Regions from separate parts of the Notamacropus eugenii genome. Here region 1 is linked to region 2. The links are chromatin contacts, called in public Hi-C maps. All regions are on one chromosome and are shown on one strand. Each heading gives the region's core, a stretch centred on a gene start, on an enhancer-like site or on the middle of the called end of the contact. The rest is flanking DNA. Distances are from core to core; before and after follow the strand shown.

The links. Hi-C and Micro-C count contacts between places; a contact is called where the count stands out from the background.
Region 1: a contact with region 2 is called in a Hi-C map of mixed tissue, with 4 times the contacts expected there. The contact joins the promoter of BBS12 here to the promoter of AFG2A in region 2. A contact is called at or near these places in 2 of 2 Hi-C or Micro-C datasets (blood and mixed tissue).

Annotation. Positions count from the first base shown.
Region 1 is chr7:161,846,959-161,849,717 of mMacEug1.pri_v2, reverse strand. It overlaps BBS12 (Bardet-Biedl syndrome 12), which reads left to right and starts at 1,319. Exons shown (of 1, transcript XM_072625114.1): 1 at 1,319-2,759. The coding sequence starts at 1,319.
Region 2 is chr7:161,711,283-161,714,424 of mMacEug1.pri_v2, reverse strand. It overlaps AFG2A (AFG2 AAA ATPase homolog A), which reads left to right and starts at 1,542. Exons shown (of 14, transcript XR_011970731.1): 1 at 1,542-2,358. NUDT6 (nudix hydrolase 6) reads right to left here and starts at 1,443. Exons shown (of 5, transcript XM_072625110.1): 1 at 1,139-1,443. The coding sequence starts at 1,394.

The DNA of each region.
Region 1 (2,759 bases), core at 70-2,569, 140 kb before region 2:
TACTGGACGGAGAAGGAAGCTGAGGCGCCCGTCCTGGGGGAGGGGGGCGCAGGGGCGCAGCGCTGGGTGCGTGGCGGGCGCTCAGCGAATGCCCAAGGTCTCCGAGCATCCGAAAGGAGAGGCCTTCTCCTGTAGCGCCGGGTCATAGGTCATAGGTCATGTCATCACGTGGGGAGAGGGAGAGAGGGGGGAGGAGGAGAGAGGGAGAGAGGGAGGGGAGGGGGAGGGGGGAAGGGAGGGGGAACGAGAGGGGGAGGGGGAGATGAGAGAGATGGGTAGATAGTTGGATAGATAGAGAGGGAGATGGGTAGATAGATGGGTTGATAGACGCAGATGGGTAGATAAATAGGTAGACAGATGGACAGATAGATGGGTAGATAGATAAGATAGATGGACAGAAAGATAGGGAGATAGATAAATGGATAGATATGGTAGAGAGATGAACAGTTAGCTGGGTAGATAGACAGATGCACAGATACGTGGATAGACAGGTAGATATGGTAAATAGACAGATGGACAGGTAGATATGGTAGATATAGATAGGTAGGTAGATAGGTAGGTAGGTGGATATGCATAGGTGGTGTGCATACATCAATGAATAGGAACACAGGTGCATAAATACAGTTCCAGAAGTCATCTGTATCATTTTGTGTGTCAGCATATTTCACATGTGCATAAATGTGTAAATGATTTATGACTTCATAAGCATAGGGCACTCCTGGTGTGGAAACGCCCTTCACTAAAAGATCTTAACCTCTGTATGACCTATTGCCTGGCTAAGGCACATAGAGAGAGGGTAATTAACTTATTATGCAAGGTCCCACGGCTAGTGTCAGAAGTGGAATTTGAACCCGTGGCTTTAAGCCCAGCACTTGATCCACTGTTCCTTGATATCCCTTTGGCACATGTAGGAGCCATAATGATCAAAGGCTATCATACTGCCAATGCAAATAGGGGTTTTTAATACTTATTTACTCTTATTTCATTGATTCATTTAAGTAAACATGGTTTTACTTTTTCTTTACAGAAGAGAAAATTCCACCGAAATGTAATCAAGGTCTAATTATCAAGTCCTGTCAGTGGAAAAGACTCCCATGTAGAAGGAGTAGCATACTTGCAAAGGGAGTATCTTAGCCATAGATGGTAGCATCTACCACATGTACATTCAGATCAAAGGATGATACCCTGTCAGCAGGATCTGAGCACAATGCACAGCCTGTTTTCATACTGCTTTGAGTCATGTAAGATTTGTAACTACCATTAACATTGAATGAGTGTGAGGTGTTAGGAGCTTTTATTTCCTTGGAGATACTGAATCATGGTCATGGCTTGCATAAATATAAACAGAAGGAGACACATGGGCCTTCAGCAGCTTTCATCATTAACAGAAACAGGCCGAAGTTTCCTAGGCCCAGTAAAGTCGACCAAATTTATTATAGGCGAAAGATCTCATGAAAGTGTATTGACCTGTTCTACAGTGAGGCTTCTTGAAAATCTGGATTTAAGTAGTTCTGTTGGACAGCTTCTTTATGAAACAGTGCAGTCGCAGAAGACTGCGTATGGGACTGGGATCAATACCCTGATGTTTCTCATCGGTGCGTGGAGCGCCTCTGCCCTGGAGTGTCTTCAGCAGGACATCCCTATTTCAGTCATAGTGTCTGTGATGTCAGAAGGCCTGAAGTCTTGCAGGGAGGAAGTTGATCGTCTTCAAATCCCTCTTCATGATGTGGTTGGTAACACTGGAGACACAAGGAGATATCCTTTTCTTGGAAACTTGAGCATCATTCCCAGCCCCCTTGTGCAGATTCCAGCAGAGATTCCTTGGATCCAAAGAGAGCCTGGCATAAAGAATGTGTCTTCACAGCCATCCGCTCCCACGTTTTCTTCTGGACGCTCCTCTGAATTATCTTCTAGGTCTTCTTACTTCTGTTCCCAATCTGTAGTTAAAGGAAATAAAACTATGTCTCTGATTCCCCAAATCAGTCTGATTCCAAATAGCCACACCAGGAAATCAAGACTAAGCCACAGTAGGCATTTTAGTAGGGCAGAAAATGACTCTTATCAGACAAGCAGCAAAGGACAGACAGACACTTATGTACAGAATTGTGGTGATTTGGTGCAGTTGGCAGTGGGTCTGAGTCATGGAGATCATAGCAGTATGACGTTAGTGGAAGCAGCAGTCAGATGCCAATATCAGAATGCACATGTGAGAAAGAGGAATTGTACCGAGCCATTTAGGTTTGATATATCAAAAATTTCCACTTGCTGTTTACCAGGCGTCCCGGAAAGCTTTTCTTGTGTTTGTTCTGGATACATAACTCTTGTATCAATACACTATACCACTATAGTCAGAGAACTCCAGAATCAGCCTTTGAGGGTAGTTCTCATTGATGGTGACTTCAAAGAGAATTACCACCACTTGGGATTTAATGCCCTGGAAAATGTCAAGACTGAACGGGAAAATCTGACATATCATGAGAAACTGTGGCTGGACCATACTTTGGAGATATTAACTCAGTTAAATGTCAACCTAGTTATGGTGCGAGGAAATGTGTCTGAAAATTTAACGGAAAGGTGTATGTGTAGCAAGTTGCTGCTTGTTGGACCAGTGAGTCATCATGTGCTGCAGGATTTTGCAGAGGTCACTGGAGCAGTGCAGGTGACCTATGCCACACAACTGAATGAAGACTGTGTGGGGAGTGATGTCTATGTGAGCCTGTGGAGAGCAGGTCAATTGAATGCCAAAGAAGTGAGCAACA
Region 2 (3,142 bases), core at 293-2,792:
GAGACAGGAAGACCTGGGCTCCAGTCCCTGTCTCTGACACAAACTGGTCTGGTGATCCTGGGCCAGTCACAGTAAATCTCTCAGGAGTCTAGGAATTCTAAGATTTTAAGCTGAAGGGAAGGATCCCAGCCAGGTGCTCTCCCCACCCCCACTCCCCAATTGCCTGTCAGGCCTGGGGCTGCCTTCTAGCCTGGCCAACCGTCCTTCTGGACAGCGTTTACAAAGCGATTTACATTTATTTTCTCTGTTAGTCTCACTTCTGGCTTTTCAGGGCGCACTCCCTGCTTTCTCCACAGTCTCAGAAAGCCTGCTCTTTGGTCACTCCAGCCCTGAACGTCACACCTCAGCCCTTCAGCTTCTCCCTCTCATTGGCTGGTTCCTACCAGACCTCCATTTAAAGGAGGAGGCTCTGACCAGCCAGACCGTAGCAGAGGCTGCCCTCTGGACTCTCCTGATTTTCTCTACTTTGCCCCTGCCATTCTCCTCACCCGCTTTTCAGCTCTCGTTTAGATGTTTCTGTAAGGTCCAGGAGGGTAGGGGCTGTTTACTTTTATCTGTATTCCTAGTCTTGGGCACTTAGTGACCGATGAATGAAGGGCCCGTGGACAACTCCAGGAAGCAGGATTTCAGGTTAATATGAACAGCATTTTACAAATGAGGAAACAGGGGCACAGAGGATTTTTTGGGGGGTGACTTGTCTACGGTCCCCCAGTTAGTTTGAGGTAGAATTTGAACCCAGGCCTCCCCGACTCCAAGTTTAGCGTTCTGCTCACGTCACCACCCAGGTGCAGTCCCAACAACCCCGGGTTCATGGGTGCGTAAAGCTCCAGCGGGAAGGTTGGACCACATGCCCAGTTCAGTCACACCGAGCAGGACAGCTGGGACCGGGCCACTTCGGGGCGGCCCCCGGGACAGGGCAATACCGCTAACATCTGCTTAGCGCTTTCGGGATGGCGAAGCGCGGGGCACGCGGGACATCTCGTTTGATGCCCCCCAAAAGGCCCGGCCCGGCTGGCCCGGCTGCATTTGGTGCGGTAGGGACGCCCGCTGTCCAGATGGGGAGACTGAGGCCGGGAGAGCTCGCCCTGGCGGAGATCCCGACGAGACAGGGCGGTTGGGGAGGGGGCGGCGCACTTGCCCTGGAGCCACGTCCGGAAGGTGGCCGGGTCTACGCGGTCCTCAGGCCGGAGCTGGTCCAGCCGCACAGTGACCCCTCCGAAGCGATCGACCTGTCCTCGCAGGCCGCCGGGGCCGGGGCCGGGGCCGCTGGACAGCGCGCGGGCCGCCTCCTGCCTAAGCAGCCCCGGCTGAAGCTGCAACTGTAGCGCCGGCAAATGTAGCAACTGCAAGTGTAGCAGCAGCGGCTGCCGCCTCCCCCGCCACAGCCCCCACATCCCGCCGCTGCTGCTGCCGGAGGCCGCCGGAGGGGGCGGGGCCGGCCGTAAGCCTCCGAATAGCAGCGCAGCCCCAGCCCCGCCCCCTTACCGGACCAGCCATTAGGAAAGGAGGCTGCAGGCAGGGCAGGAAGAGGCCCGGCTCGGGATCCACGGTCCCGGAGCTAGCCATCCCGCTCCCCAGCCTCTGCCCCCAGGACAGCGCCAATGGGGCTCCTGTAAGCGGATGTGGGAGGCGGCCGGGAAAGGCCCAGCTCGGCCAAGGTCCCCGCCTCAGTAGGCGCGCCTGGGGCTCGGGGAGGCTCGGCCTCGGAGTATTTCGGCGGGGCGGGGCCTGGGGGCGGAGTCCCGGCCACCTCTGCCCAGGAAGTTTTTCTGTGCACTCACGTGGTGCCGGCGGCCGGGCTGCTGCTGCCCTCCCCCCGGGCCCCTCCTGCCCCCCCAGGGCCCCTCCTGCTCCCCCCCCAGAGCCCCGGCTGTTCCCTCTCCTGCCCCCCCAGAGCCCCGGCTGCTCCCCCTCCTGCCCCCCCAGAGCCCCGGCTGCTCCCCCTCCTGCCCCCCCGGGCCCCTCCTGCCCCCCCAGAGCCCCGGCTGCTCCCCCTCCTGCCCCCCCGGGCCCCTCCTGCCCCCCCAGGGCCCCTCCTGCTCCCCCCCCAGAGCCCCGGCTGTTCCCTCTCCTGCCCCCCCAGAGCCCCGGCTGCTCCCCCTCCTGCCCCCCAGGGCCCCGGCTGCGCCCCCTCCTGCCCCCCAGGGCCCCTCCTGCCCCCCCAAGGCCCCTCCTGCCCCCCCAGGGGTCGAGTCTCCACCCCCGGCATGTCCTCCAAGAAAAGCAAAGCGCGGCGGAGCCAGGGCGCGGGCAGCGGCTCCCCCGCCACCTCCCCCGGACCCTCGCCCGCGGGCACGCCCGGCCCTGGCCCGGACCCCGGGGCCGGCCGCCTGGTCGTGGTGGATTTGGTGGAAAAAGGTAAAGCTCCCGGGGAGAAAGGGCGGGGGCGGCCACCGCGCGGGGCTGCCCGGAGACCCTGCCTGCTGGCAGAGAAGCTGGCATCTGCTCCTCGCTCCGCCCTTTCCTGGCGCCTCAGTTTCCTTCTCTGTCAAATGCGGGTGGGCGTGGAAGGACCCCTCCAGACCCGTGCCCTGTGACTGGCGGCCCTGCCCACTGTGTGAGCCAGTGAAGGGGAGAGCGGCAAGGCCTCTTACCTGCCCGTGCCGCCGTGGGGAGGGGCCTGTGCCTGCGATCTCCTCCCCTGGAGCCGAGGGTCTTAGCTGCCTGGAGACTTTCCCCGGCTCCGCAGCCAGAATGGGTCCGAGGTGGGACTTGAACTCAGGTCTCCCGGGCTCTGAGGCCAGCTGTGGAGCCGCCAGCGCGGGGGATACCCATAGGAGAGGAAGACGGTTGTTAGTGCCGTGATTATCGAGCAGTGATGGGTTTGCACGAGCTTGTCCTTCCAGTCACCCAGTAGAGTAGGTGGCACACGTAGCTTTGCCTTTTCCATTCCCTTGTTCTGAGGACCTTGGGGTGGCAGACCCCAGCCTCCTGGGTTTCCTTACCTGGATAGACCAGCGGCCTTGAATGCCCATACCTGCTGTTCAGGAGTGCCCATCCTCAGGTGTTTGTGGTGGTACGCAGGCAATACTACCACTTAGGGTGGTTTCCAGGATCCAAGGCTTCCTCATCTAGAGCCAGAACCCACCTGTGAGCGCCTCTAATCCAACCTCCTTGCTTTACAGCTGGCAACACCGAGGCC